4 separate regions of the Mus musculus genome follow, and all the other regions are linked to region 1. The links are chromatin contacts, called in public promoter capture Hi-C maps. All regions are on one chromosome and are shown on one strand. The core of a region is the stretch at or near the end of the contact, and the rest is flanking DNA. Distances in the headings are between cores, read along the strand shown.

Region 1 (5,476 bases), core at 589-3,088:
ATTTCACTACATGACACTCTCAGCATCCAAACACAGAGAGCTTGGGCAGGCAGCCTTCATCAGGCTTCAAACCTTTAATGCAGTTAGTTCCTCATGCTATGGTGGCTCCAAACATAAAATTCTCTTCACTGCTACTTCATAACTGTAATTTTGCTACTGTTATGAGTAGTAATCTAAGTATCTGTTTTCCAAAGGTGACCCCTTGTGAAAGGGTCATTTGCCCTTCCCCAAGGGATTTCGACCCACAGGTTAAGAACCCCTGGCTTAAAGGAATATTCAAGAAAAAAAATGAAAATGTTTAAGTAATCTTTGAATGGTGCTTTTTTTCTCTCCCAGATGTATTAATAAGTGTTTACAGAAAGGAAACAAAAAATAAATTAAGGAGTTGCTTGACTACACCTTAATAATCGATACTCCAATCAGGTACCTTCATACAACAGTTCCTAAACGTCTTAAAATGAGGTAGAAACCAATTGAGTTAACGATGCAAAATATTTTGGTGCTTTTCGTTCCAGAACAATAATTTTACAGCAAAAGTAGAGTAAGAACCACCAGGAAGTGGTTCACCATTAATTTAAATGTGGTTGTGTTTCTCCTTATAATTCCCCTGAGCCTACATCTCCAAAGTTCCCCAGATTTTCAATGAATTGTAATCAAGTCTCTTGGTTTTTCACACAACCTTCTAGGATTACTTGGGCAAAGTGTACAGGCAATTTATTCCAAACAGCATGGCAAGGCATACTTATCAAGTTAAAGCTCAGTCAGTCGGCCGTGCAGAGCAACTGCACTGACCCACTTCAGCACGCACGAACAAAATTATCTTTCAAAAATAAACCTGTTGTTTAAATTCAAAACCACGAACAAAATTATCTTTCAAAAATAAACCTGTTGATTAAATTCAAAATCCAGGCATACACTGCCATTGCTGTATTTTCCATGCCTGACAGCTTTCCACTCCAAGCCAAAAAAAAAAAAAAATGTCATTTTAATTGTCATTTAAATGTCATTTAAATTTAAGAGTTTATTTCTACATTTTAATAACAGAGGGAGGGGGTCCGCGAGCGAGAGCGCTCCCCATCAAACCAATTTGCATGTATTTTTACATAAAAGTTAAGAAATTGTATTTTAGATTTCACCATGCATGCATGGTGAAAAGTATGAAGAAAGCTAGTATAAACAACGCAGTTTGCGGCACTAATTAGAATAAACAGCAGGAATCCAGGTTTGCTGTCCTGGCCCCTACTCGGGACTCAGACCACTGGGTGCATGGTAACGACGAGCCATAGCAACAGGCAGCCATGACAACAGTGGGCGATGATGACATCGAACAGCCATGATAACAAGACAAGATGCGCAGGTAGAGAGTCAAACTTGTCATCAGGACTCAAGGATGCGGCCTACAGAACAAGAAAAGCGGACCATCTGGGAGTCCGAGGACCTGGAGAACTTTTCAGAACGGATTCGTGCGCCCCGCCCACTCCTAGAGGCAAAGCAAAGAAGCCAGGAGAAGACAGACAGGAGGAAAGTGGTCCAAAGGGGGTAGTGATGAAGAGGCCGGGCACCCGCAGGGCGGCACTCACCAGGGTCGTTCCAGCCCAGCGCAGGGCCGGCTACCAGCAGGAGTGACAGCAGGAGCAACAGCGGGCAGCGCAGGGCTCTCGGGCGGCCGACAGCGGCCACAGCCATGGCGCTGGGTGAAGACGGCGCTCGGTGGCCCGAGACCCGCTGCGGAAGTCGGCCAGCCGCTGCGCAGCGACCACAGGAACCCACCATAAAAGGGACCACCTGACAGCAGCAAGACGCGACGTTACTTTGTCCTGCGCCAATCTGACGTCACTGCCGCTGCGGCACGTAGGCGTCCGTGACTGGTCGCGTTCGGCCCCGCCCCTAGCGTGGCACCGCCTTGTGGGCGGGACCAGACAGGGCGCTGTCGCGTGGGCGGAGTCTCGGGGCAGACACCTTCTGACTTGTCAGTACCGTGGTACCCTAGCGAGTGCTCAAATGTTCCGGAAGGTTCGTTCAGTGCAAAGCTGCCAAAGTTTTAGAAGTTAGAAACTTTCTGAAAGGGAAATCGAGGAAATAATCTAATAATACTTAAATTCAAAATTCCAGTAATCTTTCTGTAGGGCGTTATTTTGCAGGTTGGGGACCTGCTTAAGATTGATGTTCAGTTACCATGTACTAAAAGGGAATCAGGCAGAAAGGCACCAAGGGAATGACTTTGTGATTTCTGAGCATGGACCCTTCGCACAGTTCAACCACCCAGACAAAAACGTTTCTCTGTGCTTTGAAGTCTGGTGCGAGTCTGAGTTTCTTGGATGCGGTCATTCAACAAGTACATGTTGAATACCTAATATAACATAAAATACAAAATAAGACAGCCACTGTTTTAGCCATGGAAAATAACAAGGTCCTCGTATTCGGTAAGCTTAAGATGATATAGCACAGGACAAAAAAAATAAGAATAATAATTAGTAAGTTTGTTATCAAAAATAAAACAAGATAATACACACTGAGAGGCAAATTCTGGAAGGGCCCGCCTAGGGGAATTACTTTGAAGCTTGAGATGTGAATAATAAGAAAAGAACTCATTAAAAAAAAAAAAAAAGGTAGAGGTCTTGGCTGGAGAGTTGGCTCAGCAGTTAAGGGCACTGACTGCTCTTGCAGAGGTCCTGAGTTCAATTCCCAGCAACCACATGGTGACTCACAACCATCTGTAATGGGATCTGATGCCCTCTTCTGGTGTGTCTGAAGACAGCTGTAGTGTACTCGTATGAATAAAATAAATTAATCTTAAAAAAAAAAAGTAGAAATCTAACCTCATGGCCAGTGGCTTAGTGGTTAACATCTCACCCCACCTCCACTCACCCCTCACCTCATTCCATCCCCCCCTCTCCCCCACCCAGTACCCCAATACCCTGCTCTGGCTATGTTTTCAGAAGCAGTCAGTCATCCACACAGCCTTTTTAGGTTGAGATTCTAACACACTTGTCAGAACCTACCTGGCAGGTACTGTACTAGACAGTGTAGATACAATGGAGAACTTTAAAGTTGGAGGCATGAGATAGGCAAACAAGACCAGTGAAACTAAGTTTCTAGGAAACTAAGAACAGGAGATGGAACACGGGAGCTCTGGATGGAACCCAGCAATCTTAAAATTCCAAACAGATAATACATGGTTCTGTCCTTCACTGACTGAGTTGGAGGCGAGTGCTAAGTGTACAAGCAGGCAGGCCAAGTAGACAAGAGATAGCCACACTCAAAGTTCAAAGCTAATGTAAAATCCAGCTGGTTTTGATGCCATAGAAAGAGGCAGATAGACATAAAATTTAGACAAGACAAAGAGGAGCGAAGGGACAACCTATGAGATTATACTGCTGTTTTTCTTTTCTTTTTTCTAGGGGGTGAAAGGTCAAGATTTTATTGTCTTCATAACAAAATTGTCTTAGAACTTGATCACTTGGTCCTTTCTCTTCTTATCTCCTCCCAGTTCAAAATGCTCACTTAATAGCCAGCATCCTCTTAGATCTGCAGTTGGACTCGATGCACTCCAGGCTCAGCACAATCTTCTTTGTCGTTGCCTTTTTGGGAAAAATAGGCTTAATCTGCCCACTATAGCCACTCTGTTTCCTGTCTTTCCCTGGACATACAAAGAATCCTCGCTCTTCTCGTACTGTGTCGCCTTCTGGGCTTGGTGCTTCCCACATTTCTTGCAGAATGTCCGGCGGTGTAGACAGCCGGGCGCCATGCGCCGGCCTCCGGTACACCGTCGCTGCTAGCTCATATCTGCCGCCAACCCCTCCCGAGCGGGTGCATACAAATCAAAGTGCCAGCAGACTGGCCAATCCCAGGAGGACACATAGCTCTCCCCAGTGCTGGGGTGTATATAAGCTGTCCTCCCTGGGTTTCCGGAGGTTCCTGTAGCATCAAGGTGTTCCTGAAATAAAAAAGGCTGTTGAGAAGAATCCGACCGTGTTGCGTTTTTTTTCTTGCTGGACGAGGTGAGCTCTAAACGGCGGGTCTTAGGTATTTTCACCATGTTCGCAGGAGTGCTATCAGCTCAGAAAACTGTACTGCTGTTTCTATCTTGAGTTGAAGATCCTAGAAATACTTTTAAAAGTGATCCCTGGTAAAGTAAGCAAGCAAGGGGAGCAGTGAGGTGGCGCTACAGATAAAGACCCTTTTGCCACAAAGTCTTCATTTTGATCCTTGACACCCATACGTACTGGTTAGTGGTGGTGGTTTGCAGGGGATGGGAGGGGTGTTGTGTTTGTTTGTTTGTTTGTCAACTTGACGTAAAAGCTAAAATCATATGGGAAGAGGGAATCTCACCAGACTGGTCAGTAGACGAGTCTGTAGGAACGTTTTCTTAATCAATAACTGATGGGAGGGCCCGACTCACTCGGGGTCTTGTCAGAACAGAGGCGGATGGTTCTGGGCTGTGTAAGAAAGCGAGCTGAAGCTGGGCGGTGGTGGCGCACGCCTTTAATCCCAGCACTCGGGAGGCAGAGGCAGGCGGATTTCTGAGTTTGAGGCCAGCCTGGTCTACAAAGTGAGTTCCAGGACAGCCAGGGCTACACAGAGAAACCCTGTCTCAGGAAAAAAAAAAAAAAAAAAAAAAAAAAAAAAAAAAAAAAAAAAAGCTGGTAAGCACGGTTGCTCCAATGGCCTCTGCTTCAGTTCCTGCCTTCGGGTTCCTACCTTTGAGTTTCTGCCCTGACTTTCCTCAAAGAAGGAAACGATGACTGAGCTATAAGATGAAACAAACTCCTCCCCAAGTTGCTTTTGGTCAGAAAATAATAATCACAGCAGTAAAAAGAAAATTAGGACACCATATTAAGGATAAAGGCGAGAACTCCATAAAGTTCTCTTCTGACCGCTACATGGTATACCTCTCCATAAACAGAGAGAGAGAGAGAGAGAGAGAGAGAGAGAGAGAGAGAGAGAGAGAGAGAGAGAATTAAAAAAAGAGTAAAAGAAGGAAACAAAAGGGAGGTAGCAATATGGTATTGGGAGAGACAGTGATCCGTATTGGTCACTGTTGCTGGAAAATTAGAGCAAGAATAAAGGTGGCTTTCAGATTTGGGAATGTAGAATTGCCTAAAACTTTACAAAACAAAAAACAAACAAACAAAAAAAACCTTCCATTATCTGAGCCCCCATCATAACATTCTAGACTGTGATTTTAAAACATGAAAGGGTGTCCTAATTTATATTCTAATGGGAACTGAGCTAAATAACAGGTGCTCTTGACAGAAAGCAGGTGGTATGATGGGTATTGCCATGATGACTAGAATGGTTAGGTAAGATCCTTGCAGAAGTCGGGTGGGGCTGGGATCTAAATCACATGATCCTATGGGAGGAGGGATTCTCTCCTCCTCTCTATTGGCACATATTTATGTGATATAATGTGTCATGGAAGAATTTGTCTACACAGCAAACAGATCTCAACTGGATACCACTCTGCTCTCATTGA
Region 2 (5,970 bases), core at 1,840-4,339, 1.9 Mb before region 1:
CTCTCTAAGCAATCAACAGGACTAACCAGATAGGATCACCCGGGAGCTCCAAAGCTCCCAAGATCATTCCAGACTTCTTGTGGGAAGCACTCCATCTCTCGTCTCCCACACTTACAGACAAGGTGCTTATCCAATGGGTATAGAAGCCAAATGTACCCCTGCTCCAGCCAGTTAATGAGAAAACAGCTTCCACGTTAAGCTAAATGAACACACACACAGTCTTGAGATCTGAATGTTTCTACAGTCAGTATAGGGTCTTTCTTTCCCTTAACGATGCTGGCTAGATTCCTCTCCTCCCAATACACCCAAATAGCCCATTCCTTCTCTATCAGATCTTCCAAAAGAAGTCACAGGCTTTTAACAAGCAGAGGAATCACGCCAGGCTATTTCTCTCTCCTATAGTCACCAGCCTCAGAGAGCTAAATGTTTGCTGCTAAGTTTTATAAGGGGTGCAGTTGCAGGGTGGGAGGCGGAGGGGTGGGGGAGAGTGGGTGGGTGGAGGAAATGTTTTGTTTTAGTCTTCAGAGAAGTTGAGTTTGCCATTCTAAGGGCCAGATTTGTATGGGAAGCCTGACTAGACCTTCCAGGTCACAGCAAAGCCACGTTGCGGGCCCATGTCTACTGTAGGCAAGACTCCAGTGACCCTCAGTGGGCTTTGGGGAGACAGCTGTGTGGGGCTCCTGGGAAGCTAGCTCCAGGGCAGGCTGGGGGAGCTGTGGGGATGACATCCAATGGCTTCCTCAGAGGTTGCTGCACACAGTCACACAGGTCAAATTTGGGGTGGCCTCATCTCATTTCCTCTTTAACAGGCAATCCAGAACACCCAGACACCCCACTTTGTAAGGCTCCTCCCTCCTTTCCATTTTTTTTGTTTGTTTTTGTGTGTGGTTTTTTTTTTCCTTTTTTTTTTTTTTTTTTTTTTTTTTTTTGCCATCAGCTTCTGACAGCCTGGGGAGTTCAGTAGGCTCTTGATTATTGTACTGTACTGCCAGAAGCTACCTTGAGAGCACTCACTCACTCACGGGCACTCCTTTGCTCTCTTCCACAACTCTGACATTTTCCTGCAGGCTGACCACCACATGGGTCACACAACTGCCCAGAAACACAGAGTATCTTTAAGAGAAGTCGCTGAATATGAGTAACAAAGGAAACCCCGGGCTGCCCACTGTCACTGACTCATTGTGTCCTGTTAAAACTGGCTCCTTAGGCTCTGCAAACAGACATTCCCAGCTTGTCTTTGGAGCTAGAGCAGCCCTTCTAGGCCTGGAACTGTCTCCTGTTTGCTTTCAGGGAAAAGATGATGAACTATGCAAATGACTCTCAGAGCAGGAGTAGAGAGAGCCCTGGGTAGTGCCAGCTCTGCACAGCCTGGGAATGGCACCTTCTCACATGCCTACCTCAGAGGGTAGGTGCAGAATTATGCAAATGATCCCATTTCTCAGTGAGAGGCTGCAAGTGTAAGATCAGGAAAAGATCCGCAGCCTTCTTTGTGATCCAAGTCACAATAACAGAGCTTTGCCTCTGCAAACTTCGGGGCGCTACGATTTACAAGGCTGAGCTGTCAGATACACTCCCACCCCCATCTCAAAAAGAATCCGAAGAATCAGGGTGGCCAGATCCTAAGTATTCAGGTCAAAACCCCTCTTATTTGCACCCAAATTTGCTCATGCCTTACTTGATAGAATTCCACAATTTTCCATCTAAATAATATTGCTTCTTGTATTTTACAAAAAAAAAATAATAATGCAACCCCCCAAAGGTATAGTATGTATGGAAAGTATATAGATTAATGCATTATATTCCATTAGCCAGCGTGGTCTAGGGAGAAAGCAGGACATGACTACCCTAACACCCCACCTCACCCCAGCCCCAGCACTGAGGGTATATAATGGTATCTACATATCTTTTTATTTTCTACTTTCTGAGCAATCATAGTAGGAGGAGTGTGGACTTGAAGCCTGCAGTCTGATCCAATAAGGGGAGCAAAGTTCTGAGGGACCCTAGGAAAGCCAACTTGCTTTCTCTGGGGCCTCCTGTCAAATCTCCTCAGAAGGGGCTGTAAGGTAGAGTTGAGAACTGTGATCAGTTAAGCCTTTCCAACCTGAGTCTGAACTGAATCCGTTGCAAAACTCCTCAGCCTTAGACCTTTGGGCTCTACAATAGGCTCTGCAAAACCATGGTTGAGCTTTACCTGGGAGAACAGACACAGTGAGCGAGCGCTGTGGGCTGAGAATTGCTCAGCCGCCTCCATTCGCATTCCCAGGACTCACACACAAGCAGAGATTCTATTTTCCAAGGGTAAGCGTGCTTGCGTGTGCATGTGGGTGCATGTGGGTGTGTGCGCCCGGCTGCAGAGGGGACATCACAAGCAAAGGTTGGGAGCTAGCTCCAGGTATGGAATGATCACCAAGGTTCATCAAACAGATAGCACCTTCCTTCAGAGATCAGCTGCAGCCTAAAGGTGGCTTCCCTGGACCCCCAATTCGTCACCTCCGGGTCTGGCCGGAGCAGCCCGAACGGCCTCTGCCCCTCTGCTCCTTTGACAATACTCACTGCAAAAGGAGCAGTTCCCAACACACAAAACAGAGCAGCCAGACCAGCAAGACCAGTAAAACCATTACAGCAGTCGATCACCCTTCCCGGAACTCCAAGGAAAAGTTTCCCAGTTTCAAAGCGAGCGTTTCTCAAAAGAATTGAAAATACCCCTCCGACTCCCCAGCTTTCCCGTCTCGGAACCTGCACCGAGGGCACAACCCTGAGCACGAGGTCCGGACTCTCCACGCGCTCCGGATCGGTAGCCTGTCACCCCTGGGGACGCCAGCAGGGGCTGGCCCGCCGGGCCACCGCAGCGACTCTGCGAAAGCCCCTGGGCCGCCACGTTCGTCAGACAAAAAGCGGCGGGATCTGGAGAGAGAGTGGTGGGCTCACCTGGGGTCTGCGGTCTCGCAGCCTCGCCGTCGGTGACCCAGCAGTCCGTTGCCCCGCCGGACGCCTCGGAGCATTGTCTTTAGCGTGTCTGCGCGGAGTGCTTGCCCAGCCGCGGGCGGCTGACTTCTGCCTGGGCCCGGCGGCCGGGTGGCAGCTGCGATCGCGGCTCCGCCCCCTCCGCCTCGGGTGACGCCGCCCGCTCCGCTCCCGCCGCACCCCCGCAGTCCTTGCCGCTGCCCCGCGTCTCCACCGGGCCTGCGCGTCCCGCCACTCTGCTCGTCCCCAGTCCAGGAGGGCGGGCGATCGCCCCTGCCCAGGTCCCTAGGAACTCCGCACCGCGCCCCGCCCCCTCGCTCGCCACAGCGAGGCTCCGCCCCCAGCCCGAGCCTTGGCGCCCCTAGACCTGGAGCTGAGCCCCCCAGAGCGTCCCCAGCTCAATCCCAGCTCAGCGCAGTTCTGCTTGGAAGATCTCTGGTGCTCCCAGCTTTCCTTAACCACAATGCACAGATAGGTGTGTCTGTCGGAGTAAATGCATTCTCATCCCTCCACCCAGCCGACCCTAGGAGACCCTGGTAGGGAGGGAGCAAAAGAACGAAACATGGAAGAGAGGGGATCCGGAGTACAATAATAAGATCTAGGGCGGTGGGCTCTGAAAGAGGCGTGAGCGCCTTCACTGCCACGTACTGTTATCCTAGGAGAACCACAAGCCGGCTGGAGCAGGGCTGGCTGAGAGATTTCAGGTCCTGCTCAGCTCCTCATGTCCAGGCCTCTAGCAAATGGCTCAGCACATCTCTTTGAACTTTAGTGTTTTAACAGTGGAATGCAAATGTTGGCCTGGAGGACCGGCCTTCAATCATGCTGGGGCACCCAGGTCCTCCACCTGTGTTTACACCGCTTCCAGTGCGTGAGTCACTGGCTGAGATACAAGGAGTTCAAGATATTGTTCCTCGGGCGAAAAATCTTTTTTAACTCTCAGGAGAGGGCCAGCCAGTCGCCTCCCTTCCTCCAGCTGCCTGAGTAGGACAGACTTGCACCTTGCCCTGGGTGTTCCCTAAGAAGCCAGGCACTGAAGTTACTGCTCAGGGCCAAGCCTGAGTGAAAACGGAATCCTCCCCCGCACCCCCCCCTCAACACATCTGGTTGCTTCCCTTTGCTTTACAGAGGCAGCGCGGTGTTACATCCTTAATCAGGATGATTCCACGGAGAGAAGGAAGGCACCACTCAGACCCTCCCCCTCTTCGCCTTTATGTGGTGTTAACACTGGCAGCGCTATATAGAATATGAAAGAGGAAGAAGACATGTTTTGGATATGTGTGGCTTCTATGTAAGGAGTGCAAAGGGACCATAAGGAGAATTTACTTATCATTCAATGTCCCTCATTACCCATTTAAGTACGGAAAGACTGATAGGAAGGTGAATAGGAGTCGTACTAACATTCATGAAGAACCTACTACGTGCCAGGCAACGTCACAGGGCAGGGTTAGCACATTTGACACAGCATAACACAGGTCCAGAAGGGTCCTATCCTTTGCCAGGGCTCCTCAGGTGAAAAGTGGTAGTGTTGAGATGGGAACCAAGAGCTGCCTGATTCCACCGAGAGTCCACCACATTGCCCTACCAGTCAATCATTTCAACAAGTACATAAGGAAAACTCTGGTGGAACGGCGCCAGCAGCATTACATTCTCCTGAGGGGTCCAGTCTACTTATGAAGACACCAGAGGGGAAAGTGCCAACAAGCAGACAGGTACAAAATGGTTTGCACTGGACAAACACAATCCGGACCCAAGAGGGGCTTTCAGTTCAGTGACACTGGGCCCTCTCATGGGGATTTTGGATCATTCATGGCTCTCAGCATTCAGCTCCCCACATCTTTCAGTCCTCTCCAGGGGGCATAGACACTTCCCAGGATAAATAAAGGCCATGCCAAGCACATAAGAGACACTTCCACACTTTTTACTCTCTTTACCCAATTTATCCTTAATGCACAAAGAACCCAAAGAACACAATAAAGAAGCAAAGTTTGCAACACAGAGAGACCGCTGTGGTTCTATAGCATGGCACAGCAAGTGAAGGGTTAATTTGGAATTTCTGCTCAATAAATGGTTCCCAAATGGTTTGCTGGGCTTACAGGAGATAAATACACAATACTGCCACTGCTGATCCATAACATGGCTTTTTCTTTCCCCTTTTATGCCAGCTATGTGGCAGCAAAAAAGGCTTCAGCCTGCCTAATGAAAAACAAATCTTCAAAAGTGGCAAAGATGTATACAAAATACCACCCACTTGCACAGTGCCTGTCCTGCAGCTGTTCGGTGTGTTATAATTCCCTGTGAAACTGGTAAGCTCGTGCATGTGGTGGACGTTTGGCTTAGACTCGCACCCCGCACCCCGCACCCTGCAATGCAGTGCAATTTGTGTGTGCTCAGCACTTTGCATCTGGCGACTTGCTTTTCATGGTGTTTTCTACTCAGGGATGGAGCTCTTTGATACAGATCAGACCTTTTGTAAGAGCAATTCTCTTGGGTGTTTTAGTGCTTGGGCGCCATTCTGTACAAGAGAGCTGTTAAATTTTAGGAGATTGAGAGACAAGATTGAGACAGGGGTGCTTGGGGGTAAGGTAATGTAGTTTATAACTGAAGAACCAAAGAGGCAGAAGCAAGAAGTGTGTGCCATTAAATTATCCTAAGAAAACCGGAGCCGGGATATTTGAGAGGGCTCAGAGAGCATGTAGACTGGGCTAAAGAATTCTCATGCCCGGTCTTTCTCCATCTGGATGAAACAGAAATGCCTCTCACCTTAATGTCAGAAAGGTGTTCAATTTCAGTCCATTAATATTTATCGAGTTGCTTCTCCTTAGGAAGTTATAGGGAAAAAGTAAGAGACAAATAGAAGCACTCGGAAGGGAATGGAAGTGAGTCAGGTAGGGAGAGAGAGAGAGAGAGAGAGAGAGAGAGAGAGAGAGAGAGAGAGAGAGAGAGAGTTTTCATGGAGGAAGGGGCCTTTGTAATGAGAAAGGTTGCTATTTTGGGACAATGGGGACT
Region 3 (5,853 bases), core at 1,714-4,213, 1.0 Mb before region 1:
ACACATAAAACCAGCCAGTACACCTACTTTCCTGCTTCAACAGCAAGCTGAGTGTTGATGGCAAGGCCTACATGGTCCTTAATGTCACACGCATTTACCTCTTGTCTCGTCAAAGAAATGTGACTGTAAATGTTGTCCTTACTCCTAAGGCAAAGGCTTTTGGGGGCATTGACATGCTGAGGTTTCTCTTCACTGCCAAACTTATAACTCCAGTGTTCCTAGAGCTGCTTTCGTACACACTGCTTCTTCCATGTCAGCTACTACTTGCCAATTGTTTGTGTGTTACCCACAGAATGCACAGCACAATCCTCAGCCACAGACTTCCAGGGGCCTAATATTAGTTTCTGGAGTTTTTTTCCTCTGCATAACACTCTCTTATGAAATGCACTATTCTAAGCTTGTGTTTGTTTGGTCCTCAATCTTTAAGATATATTTGTTAAGTGACTGTATTTTAAAGTTTTCCACAACCATGGCTAGTTCATTTAATAAGTCCCTTTCATTTCCAGGCCCGTTTTAGGTACCAATTAGTGTAGACTTATTACTTTTCCTCTATCGTTACATAGGAAGCCTCTTGATCTGTAAGAATGGTTTTAAAAATCTAGTCACAAATTTCCTCCACTTGCCCTCATTTAGATTCGTCTCTGGTACCGTTTTCCATCCTGTACTCTGGACCTTTTGATCTTTCGAGATGTGTCTTGTGTAAGAGAGGACTTGGCTAAATAATTTAAACTCAGTCTGGCAGTCTTCGGGTTTTATGTAAAGCAGCTAGCTGATGTTCATTTAACTATAATCGTTGGCATATTTTGTTTCTGTGTCTTAATTTGTCTTCCATAAATACTCCACATTCATTTGTTTTTGCTTACTCTGATCCTTTATTTTTTCTGTGTTAGTTGGAAAACTATACATTTAATTTTCTTCTACTAGAATTCATTCTAGAATGTTACTGGGCATACTGATCATATTTTAAATAAGTTCACGTTCCTTCTTCACATTAAAGGAACTTGGAGCCCTTTAAACTTTCTGTACATCCTGATTCATTCCGGTTGTTTTGAGTCTCATTGTCTTTTGTTACTTTGTGTATCATCTTTGTTACTTCATGCATCCTTATCTTTTGATACTTTGTGTATCATTATCTTTTGTTACTTTATAGATCACTGTCTTTGTTACTTTGTGTGTCTTGTTACTTTGTGCATCATTATCTTTTGTTACATTGTGTATCATTAGCTTCTGTTACTTTGGATATCATTATCCTTTTCCCACCACAGTACTGTATGCCATTATTTGTTAGATTTGCTCATACATTGGCCACTCTCTGAGCTCAGGATGTCATTTGTTATCTCAGTATTGATAAATAAATTACATTCCTCTGTTTGAAACAAACCCTTGGACTTTCATCTGATGTGCCTGTTTGACCTTCCTGTTAAGAGTCAGCTAACTGTGTTGTCATTTTGTAAGCTTCATGAGGCTGATTCAGAGTATGTACGCCCCTTTCTTTTTTCGTTTTCTTTTTCTTTGTTTTAATTTTTATTTATTTATTTATTTATTTGTCCCTTTCTTTATAAAAAAAAAAAAGAGCCCTGTTCCCCTTTGTAGATTCCCTCACATCCCTAAATAAATTCTCATCTGTTCTGAAACCGTCTTTCTAGGCTCTGTAATAAGCTTTTCTCTTTCTGTCTTCCAGTTTCCTAATTCTTTCTTTAGCTATGCTATTCTTACACTATCAACTGAGTCATTAAAAAACAAAACAAAACAAACAAACCAGTTTCTCTGTCTTTTCACTTCTAGAAGTTCTAGTTTGATCTCTGTTATATTATCCTTGATAACTTTAATATTGTGTTATTATAGTTATAGAACTTATTATGTACTAAGTTACATGCTTCCTCTCCACAAGTTTGTATTGAAATCCTAAATTCTAGTCCTTCAGGATGGGGCTTCTTTTGAAGTCTGAGTCCTGAAAGCAGAAATTAAAGTGAAATGTTAGGGTGGACGCTAACCCAGAATTTTGTCTTCCTATTAGGAAATGAGATAAGGATACACTCATAGAAAGAACCCAAGGAGCTGAGGGGTTTGCAGCCCCATAGGAGGAACAACACTGTGAACCAACCACTAACCCCAGAGCTCCCTGGTACTAAGCCACCAACCAAAAAGTATACATGGAAGGACCCATGGCATATGTAGCAGAAGATGGCCTAGTTGGTCATCAATGGAAGGAGAGACCCTTGGTCCTGTGAAGGCTTGATGCCCCAGTGTAGGGGAATGCCAGGGCCAGGAATCAGGAGTGGGTAGGTTGGGGAGCAGGGGGAAGGAGGAGGGGATAGGGGGTTTTTGGAGGGGAAATCAGGAAAGGGGATAACATTTGAAATGTAAATAAAGAAAATATCTAAGAAAGAAAGAAAGAAAGAAAGAAAGAAAGAAAGAAAGAAAGAAAGAAAGAAAGAAAGAAAGGAAGGAAGGAAGGAAGGAAGGAAGGAAGGAAGGAAGGAAGGAAGGAAGAAAGAAAGAAAGAAAGAAAGAAAGAAAGAAAGAAAGAAAGAGAGGGGGAAGGAAGGAAGGAAGGAAGGAAGGAAGGAAGGAAGGAAGGAAGGAAGGAAAAGAAAGAGTATGAAGCTTCAGAGAAAAGAAACCACCAGGACAAAAAAAAAAAAAAAAAAAAAAACAGATTTCATGTTTCAAAGTCAATTCCAGAAAGAGAGGTCACTTATAACATGGAGCCTCTGCCCTTTCTCCAGAATACTGAAGCTAGGCTTCTGGGAGCAATTTAATACTGCTTTTACTGCTGTGGCTACCTTCCTGGCCAAGGAGATGAATCTTGCCTCCGAAGAGAGCTAGGTCCAGGTGGGAAGCACTTTCTCAAAGTCAGCTCTCGATGCCCCAGCAATTTAGCAGAGGACAGCAGTACCACCAGCCCTTGAGACCTCACATGGGCGCAGACACAGGGTGCTTTGGAAAGCACGGGTTCCCCACCATCCTCCCTCTACTGCCTCCCTCCAGTTCCCAAACATTCATCTGGAACAATGACTAGAAGAGCCATCTGTTTTGGGATTTTTGTTTGTTTTGTTTTAATTCTCCTTTGAGAAAATGCTAGAAATAGCAATCAGATTTGGAGATCTACATCATATGAAGCTTTATGGAACCAGGGCCAGTGTTCTTAACTTGCCACCTTCCTGAAGGAGAGCCTTCCAGCGCTAATTATGGGCAATATATTATTTCAAAAAACACGAGACAGGAAATGAAGTGGATCTCCAGCCTGGAGGCGTTTGGAAGCATCACAGGAGACAGGTGGCTGGAAGGAGTCATAAGCTCACCTGCATGGCTTTGGCTTCTCTGAAAGCAGAGCTGGCCTTGATGTGTGAGGCTGCTCTCCAGAATCAACAGCGTCCAGCACAGAGTAAAAGGGGCCGCAAACACTCACGAGTCGGTGAGCCCGAAGCAGAAAGCTGACCGAGATGCTGCTTCATCTGACAATTGTCTGGTTTTATGCAAAGCCTCCAGTGATCTTTCTGCTTTTGATTTTGTTTTGGGTTTGTGCTGTCAACACAAATCTCAGCTCTCACCTCAAAGAGAAAGATAGGAGGTAGTTTATTCTGCAGCCAAATTTGAGTGACCATGGCCCAGGTAGCATGGAGCTAGGTTACCCTAAGTTTCCTGTTCCCATGTGGAAACAACGTCATAAAGTTTTACAACAGCAGAACAAAGGAAGTCACAGACCATGGTGACCTTAAAATACATCCGTGCAAACTTCAGAGAGGCGGTCGGTCGGTCGCAAGATGGGAGATGCTATCTGATGACATTCTCAGCTTTTGGATTGATGGAAGCTCATGGTTTGCTAAGGCAGTAGATTCCAAAAGATTCCAATAGAATCCACACACATTTTTAAATCCAAAGTCAAATCCACAAAAGCCTTGGAGTCTGAGCATTCATAGACCTACCACTCTTTGTGCCCAGCCTTGCCATGCTGTGTTTTCAACAGGGTAAATCTGGCCAGTAAACTCCACTTGTTTGATGGGTGGTTTAAAAAGGAAAGGGACCTGAGAAGTCTGAGGGAGAGAGGATCAGGTAAGTCGATGCTCAGGGAAATGTTTTTGTATTGATGCAGGTGATCACTTCAAAGTTATCTTTCAGTTTAACGTAATTCTCTGGATGCAAAAACACTCCTCAATTGCTCTAAAACATTAGCTACTAGTAGGGTTGGAGAAAGGGTTTAAACTATAAAGTGCTTACCATACAAGCATGAAGCTCTGAGTTCAACTCCCCGCCCCCCCCCAAAAAATAAACCCATAAGAAAAAAACCAGGCATGATGGAATGCGGTGCTTGTAACCTGAGAGCTTAGAGGTAACAAGGAGATCACTCAGACTCACTGGTTAACCAGCCTGCTTGGTGTGTGCCAGGCCAGTGAGAGACCCTTTTCCAAAAAAGGGGGGGATGGCACCTGAGGCATAATACCCAAGGTTGTCTTCTAGCCTCCACATAAATGGGTACACACACGCATCCACACACATACATGAACACACGTACATGCATGCACACATATGCATATACACATAATGTTATCTCTCTGTGTTCCTTTCTAAAACACACACACACACACACACACACACACACAAATGACATTCCAAACTATTCTGAAGAATACTTGGATCTATCTAAAAGAGAAAACAGCCACCAGGCACCAGCAATCAAACCGGTGCTCCACGGTCTGCTGCTCAGTAAAGGTCTGGGTGAAGCCTGAGCCTTCTGGGTCTAAAGGATGCTGTCAACATCTCTGAGAGTGAAAGGGCGCTATGAACTCCAAGGCAGAGTGCTAAATTTGAGCAGATGAATTGACATTCTCAGAGACACAGGGAAAGGACCGTGTCTAGAGTGGTATTCAAAGGTTGGTCATCTTTGATGGTCATGCTATAGTCTAAGGTTAATGACCTAACACAATGACCCTCCAGCAAGCTGAGACACTTCCCAACTCAGCACACCTGCCTGACAAGAACAACAACATAGTAATGAGAACATCTGCTGGGATTACTGGGCCTAGAAACTACCAAGAACACATCTGCAGATACCCCCTCCCCAAAGGTCCCTCTCCTGACTATGAAGGCCAAGGCCCCTGGCCACAGTGTGTCCTCTTAGGCAGAGAGACTGTGTCCTTCATTGTGCTTCTATAAAGGTCAGGCCCCTGTTTGCTTTATTTCCACGGCACCTCCATCAATTCTGATCTCACGGTCTACATCTCGACTGTCTCCCAGAGATTTGAAAGCTTACTTCTCTGCTGATGGTTGTACTGGAAGATAATGGACACTTTAGAAGATAGGGTCTCATTGCAGGACACATATCACTAGAAGTATGATTCATTACTTTGAACCCAGGCCTAGGGTGTCTCTTGTGTCTCTCCGCCATCTCTCTTAATCTTTTTCTCCCTGCTTCCTGGTTGCTGTACACTGTCTTACTACAGGTGCCAAGCAATACAGTCAGTTAACCAAGATCTGAAGCTATGATCCAAAACAGACTTTCTCCTTCAAATTGACTTTCTCAGATATTTCATTCTATAATGAAAAATATAACCAGATTAATGTAGCTTCAGGGATGGATGAAGTTGGTGATACAGTTAAGAATTCAGCAAGATTTCCCCCTACCAACTTCTGCTTATCACAGTAAAAGGAAAAAAAAAATTAAAACTTAAAGTGCATTGGTCCTTCAAGCGAAGAATACAGCACCTTTGTGAAAACAACCAGACAAATGATAATTACGAATAAATTTGAAAGCTGTCCTTCGTAACCCAAGGATGTGATTAAATCAATGCATAGATGGAAGTTGTTAGGCCCAAGCACTTAGCATGAATAAACAAAACCAATCAAAATAAT
Region 4 (5,265 bases), core at 2,141-4,640, 1.5 Mb before region 1:
GGCCATCTTCTATATGCAGCTAGAGACTCGAGCTCCAGGGATACTGTTAGTTCATAATGTTGTTCCACCTATAGGGTTGCAGATCCCTTCAGCTCCTTGGATACTTTCTCTAGCTCCTCCATTGGGGGCCCTGTGATCCATCCAATAGCTGACTGTGAGCATCCACTTCTGTGTTTGCTAGGCCCCAGCCTAGTCTCACAAGAGAGAGCTATATCAGGGTCCTTTCAGCAAAATCTTGCTAGTGTATGCAATGGTGTCAGTGTTTGGAGGCTGATTATGGGATGGATCCCCGGGAATGGCAGTCTCTAGATGGTCCATCCTTTCATCTCAGCTCCAAACTTTGTCTCTGTAACTCCTTCCATGGGTGTTTTGTTCCCAATTCTAAGAAGGGGCAAAGTGTCCACACTTTGGTCTTCGTTCTTTCTGAGTTTCATGTGTTTTGCAAATTGTATCTTATATCTTGGGTATTCTAAGTTTCTAGGCTAATATCCACTTATCAGTGAGTACATATCATGTGAGTTCTTTTGTGATTGGGTTACCTCACTCAGGATGATGCCCTCCAGGTCCATCCATTGGCCTAGGAATTTCATAAATTCATTCTTTTTAATAGCTGAGTAGTACTTCATTGTGTAAATGTACCACGTTTTCTATATCCATTCCTCTGCTGAGGGGCATCTGGGTTCTTTCCAGCTTCTAGCTATTATAAATAAGGCTGCTATGAACATAGTGGAGCATGTGTCCTTCTTACCGGTTAGGACATCTTCTGGATATATGCCCAGAAGAGGTATTGCAGGATCCTCTGGTAGTACTATGTCCAATTTTCTGAGGAACCACCAGACTGATTTCCAGAGTGGTTGTACAAGCTTGCAATCCCACCAACAATGGAGGAGTGTTCCTCTTTCCCCACATCCTCGCCAGCATCTGCTGTCACCTGCATTTTTGATCTTAGCCATTCTGACTGGTGTGAGGTGGAATCTCAGGGTTGTTTTGATTTGTATTTCCCTGATGATTAAGGATGGTGAACATTTTTTCAGGTGCTTCTCTGCCATTCGGTATTCCTCAGGTGAGAATTCTTTGTTTAGCTCTGAGCCCCATTTTTTAATGGGGTTATTTGATTTTCTGGTATACTACCCATTTTATGAAAACACTTTACACTGGCAATTTAATTTTAAGCATTTTTAACTATTAATAAAGTTCCTCTCCCATACTCCCTCAGGAGAGAACACACCAAGTAAGGCTTCGCGTAAAGAACTTAAAGGGCCCCTTAGCACTCTCAGAATGTTTGGGGCCCAATGATATCATGTAGAAGAACCACTGGATGATGCAGAGCTCACGAACCAACCATGTGTGGAGATGAAACTCCCCACGGCTTCCAGCAATTATTTAGAATAGCTAAGCTAGGCATATACACAATAGAAGTATTTACTTGGAATTTGAAATATGAGCTGTTGTACATATATTAACATATATTAACTAAATGCTATATCATTGTGCAGTTCTCTCTCTCTAAGATGGTATCTCATGTAACCAGTTGAGCATCAAACTCTCTATATAGTTGGAGATTATTTTGATCTTTATCTTACATTATATTAATATATTATCATATAGTATCAATTATATATCAATGACAATTTCAGTTATTCTTCTTGGCTTTGAAATCAAAAGTAAAAATCATCTTGTAACAAAAACTAACACAAAATTCCATACATTATCCATTTTCTCTCTTTCCTTCCTGACTACCAGTCATTTCCACAGGTTAGAAGCCTTCCTTGTTCCCTGGTGTAATAAAAATGCAAACTGAGCTAAAGAATGGGGCGTTTTAAGATACATACAGGGCATGTTTGAAGCTTAGGGCAGACTTTAAGCCAATTAAACATTGCTACTTAAGACACAGTGAGAGCTTGTCTCAAACAAATAAACAGGCAAACAAACAAGTTGCTATTTATAAAGACAAGTGCCAGCATAGTGTAGTGGGTAGCTCATGCCTGTAATCCCAACCCTGGGTAAGCTGATGCAGGAGGATGGCTGTAAGCTAAGAAGTCAGCCTGAGCTACATAGTATGTTCTAGATAAGCCTAAGCTACAGAATGAGGCCCTGCCCATTAATTCATTAACTAATTCATTAAAATCCAGGCAAATGCAGCTGTTTTGTTGCTGGCCTTCTCAGTCCTGGCAATCAAACCTAGAGCCTTGAGCACACCAGACCATCAGCCTACCACTGAATCATGTCTCCAGCCCTTGCGGAGAAAATGCTATTAAGAAATGAGAATAATATTGACAAACTACAACACTAAGATTTATGATACCTTGGGCTGGCAAGATAGATATACACATCTTCATTTGAAAAACAAACAGCTGAACCTGTGATTTTACATGCAAACTCAGATATTAAGAAGCTCTGTTGTACATGCCATTTTAAATGTCTTCTTTAACCCTGGATAACTAGATAGCAATTGGATGTTGGGCAATTACAAAGCAAACCTCCCTAATAAGGACCAGCAAGCTAAATATGCAACATCTCCTCACGTGTATGCGTTAGAAACACCGAAGTAGGCTAGCAATGCAGCTCAGATACACAGTGCAAGCTTAACATGTGTATCTGGGCTCCAGCCCCAGCCCACACCACACAGACAAGAGGGAAAAACAGCTCAGGGGTGGGCGCTGAACAATGATGCTTTTTCTCTTATGTAGTAAAGAACTCAGCCCAAACCACATGTGTCAGTTTCGTTGGCTTTGCTTGTTGTTGTTGTTGTTGTTGTTGTTGTTGGGTTTGTTTTTGTAACCTTTCTTTAATATGAACTGTGATCATATTTCTTCTGTGGTCAAAACAACCCTGAAGCAAGCACACTGAACTTTAGGAGCCCGTGTGAACTGGCAGCACCTTTTCAGATAGATCAGAAGACGTTTGTTCAGAAATGCTAATGCCAAGACCCTAAATGCCTTAGAGAACTCCTCTGGGTTGCAGAAACCTCAGAGAAAGCAGGTCTCACTTCGCAGCCCCTAATGAAACCTCACTTATTCCACTGCACCCGGGACTGCCTATGTGCTGAACAAAACAAAAGACAATCTCACCACACTTACCCGGTATAAACCACTCCTTATCCTGCTTCATATTTTTATGAAATATGCCATCCTATTTTGACAACTCCATATGAGGTTTTATGCATTTCTTTAAAAAAAAAAAGACGGATGTGTGTTCTGCACCACTACTAAAAATTAACCTCATCCCAGCCTCATCAAGATGTGAGGTTAAAAATAACTAGGGTTTGCCTCTAGAGCAAAAAAATGTGTGGCAGAGTGCAAAGATGCTCTGCCCCTGCAGTGACCTGACGTGAGCTACAGGACTGCCCAGTGTCAGTCTTCAAGGGGAGCCCCAAAAGGGGAAGTGCACCCCACCCTTGCTTCTGGAGTGGCTACAATCGAAGAATCTAATTTTAGATGCTATCGCTTCCTCTGCGAGCAGTGAATCATAGCTTCAAAGTGACTGGGAGGCAGACGTAAGTCTTACTAAATGTTCGCATGGCAGGCTGAGATACTTTCACCTGAAGCTGCTCAGAAACTCAGTCCTGGAACTGCAGCCGTGGTCCCGAGCTTCCCCTCCCCCGAATCCCACCCCTGTGCGCTCATGCACGCACACACCGACACACACCGACACACACTGACACACACCAACACACACCCTTCAGAACCTCCATCTGAAGGAGCTAGGTGAACACAGTAAAAGTTTGAGGGTTATTTTATGCAGGGTGTGTGTGTGTGCATGTGTGCTTGTGTGTGTCTGTGCATATATGTGTATATGTGTGTGTGTGTGTGTGTTTGTAGCATATATGGGTAGTACACACACACACAGTAGGGTACAGGCATGCATGACATCTGTGTGTACATGGAGAGGTCAGAGGAGGATGCCTAGTGTCCTGCTCTATCTCTCCATGACTCATTCCTCTGTGATGAGGTCTCTCACGGACTGTGAAGCCAGGCTAGCAGCTATCAAGCTCCACCCTCCACAAGCTGGAGGTCACAGGTACACCCTGTGCAACTACACCCGGCTGGTTTTAATTATTGTCTTTGACACGACATGAACTCAGGTCCTCCCGTGTGTGCAGCAAGCGCTCTTATGCACTGAATTATCTCCTTAGCTCCTCTTCCTCCTGGCACAGTGAAGCTTGAGAGGCACTCACCACGCTTGGTAACCCCTTAACCCATCCCTAAACAATCCCAGGACAGTGGCTGACAGCCTTTCCCACCCAGTGCTCCGGGGCATGAAGATGCCTTGCGCATCATCTCTCCATTTCTTCCCTTGTACTTCTTACTGAAAAATTACCAGGTTTGACTAACGGCGGGGGGGGGGGGGGGGAACAACAACCAACCAACCCCAGAAAGCAGGTGTCTGATGTGCACCAAAGAATAAGAGAAGAAAGCAAGAGAGAGAGAGGCTCTGTTCCAAAGAGAGAACTACACACAGTGTGGGTGCCCCAAGGGTGGAAAGTGAGAACAAGACAGAGGCAGGGGAGGGGCAAGGCCAAGGCTCACTCACCCACCTCTCCTTTGTGCTGCCCCCCCCCCCCACAACATCAGCTCTATCATGCCTACGTTCCCCATCTTAAATGAGATACAGGAATATCTACTAAATTTAACGGTCACACTAAGATCAGTGAGGATAAATCAGAATGGAAGGGCAGAACTCAAGAACTATCCGTTTCCACAATCTCCAAAGCGGAACTGCAGATCCGAGGAGACAAAAGCCAAAGAGTAGAAAGCTATTTCCTAAGCAATGGGAGAGTCTTTTTCATAGAAGTAAACCTCTGCTCTCTCTGGGGCTCTAACAGCATGGGTGACACTCGTGCTGAACGACAGGGACACGGAGCCTCCACCACCACAGCTGTCCTTTCACAACCTTTCCTGGGACATTGACAGGGACTCTCAGTCTCAACCTTGGCATCCAAAGAGGTGGGAGAGATCAGCCAGGGGAACCCCCAGAATTTTCCCTACCAGCCCTAAAATCTGTCCAACTCTAAGTCAAATAAATAGTCACTCTTTCATTATTACTATTTCTCTTAAAACCAGAGGGAAAGTTCCAGTTATCCAGCTGAGGCAAGAGGACTGCAAGTTTGAAATTAAAGAAACCAAAAGCTGAAAGCTCATAGTTGATGATAGCACACAGCTTTGAGCATGTCATGTGTTCAGTATAGCACAGCCTCCCTTAAAATGTGATTCTCTTCACACTTAAGCAGGTTTCCTTACAAACACACAAAGAAAATATGCCTGG

Evidence for each region. Promoter capture Hi-C pulls out the DNA fragments that hold promoters and counts their contacts. Capture Hi-C pulls out chosen DNA fragments and counts their contacts.
Region 2: a promoter capture Hi-C map of adipose tissue shows a contact between it and region 1, with 5 times the contacts expected there. The contact joins the promoter of Prag1 here to the promoter of Saraf in region 1. A contact is called at or near these places in 1 of 484 Hi-C or Micro-C datasets (B cells), 6 of 115 datasets of contacts at active chromatin or transcription factors (astrocytes, double positive thymocytes, large pre-B cells and 3 more) and 2 of 9 other capture datasets (adipose tissue and liver).
Region 3: a promoter capture Hi-C map of hippocampal neurons shows a contact between it and region 1, with 5 times the contacts expected there. The contact joins the enhancer-like site here to the promoter of Saraf in region 1. A contact is called at or near these places in 8 of 39 promoter capture datasets (the C10 cell line, embryonic stem cells, hematopoietic stem and progenitor cells and 3 more), 1 of 484 Hi-C or Micro-C datasets (bone marrow-derived macrophages), 6 of 115 datasets of contacts at active chromatin or transcription factors (astrocytes, double positive thymocytes, embryonic stem cells and 3 more) and 1 of 9 other capture datasets (adipose tissue).
Region 4: a contact with region 1 is called in a promoter capture Hi-C map of hippocampal neurons, with 5 times the contacts expected there. The contact joins the enhancer-like site here to the promoter of Saraf in region 1. A contact is called at or near these places in 6 of 39 promoter capture datasets (the 3T3-L1 cell line, the C10 cell line, hippocampal neurons and 2 more), 1 of 484 Hi-C or Micro-C datasets (CD8 T cells), 2 of 115 datasets of contacts at active chromatin or transcription factors (regulatory T cell precursor and thymic regulatory T cells) and 2 of 9 other capture datasets (adipose tissue and liver).

The regions. Positions count from the first base shown.
Region 1 is chr8:34,150,941-34,156,416 of GRCm38.p6, reverse strand. Saraf (store-operated calcium entry-associated regulatory factor) reads right to left here and starts at 1,838. Exons shown (of 6, transcript NM_026432.4): 1 at 1,581-1,838. The coding sequence starts at 1,686.
Region 2 is chr8:36,091,947-36,097,916 of GRCm38.p6, reverse strand. It overlaps Prag1 (PEAK1 related kinase activating pseudokinase 1), which reads right to left and starts at 3,089. Exons shown (of 6, transcript NM_172911.3): 1 at 2,929-3,089.
Region 3 is chr8:35,169,186-35,175,038 of GRCm38.p6, reverse strand. No RefSeq gene overlaps it. Among named protein-coding and RNA genes, the nearest start is that of Gm34474, 47 kb to the left of the region's middle. Within about 2 kb of position 2,963, at least 3 of the 459 cell types and tissues checked have an H3K27ac peak or open chromatin away from gene starts, as enhancers often do. A contact at or near this core is called in hippocampal neurons, where this site is marked.
Region 4 is chr8:35,632,251-35,637,515 of GRCm38.p6, reverse strand. All of the region lies in intron 1 of Mfhas1 (malignant fibrous histiocytoma amplified sequence 1), which reads right to left. Among named protein-coding and RNA genes, the nearest start is that of Gm16793, 46 kb to the right of the region's middle. Within about 2 kb of position 3,390, at least 129 of the 459 cell types and tissues checked have an H3K27ac peak or open chromatin away from gene starts, as enhancers often do. A contact at or near this core is called in CD8 T cells, adipose tissue, hippocampal neurons and 2 more, where this site is marked.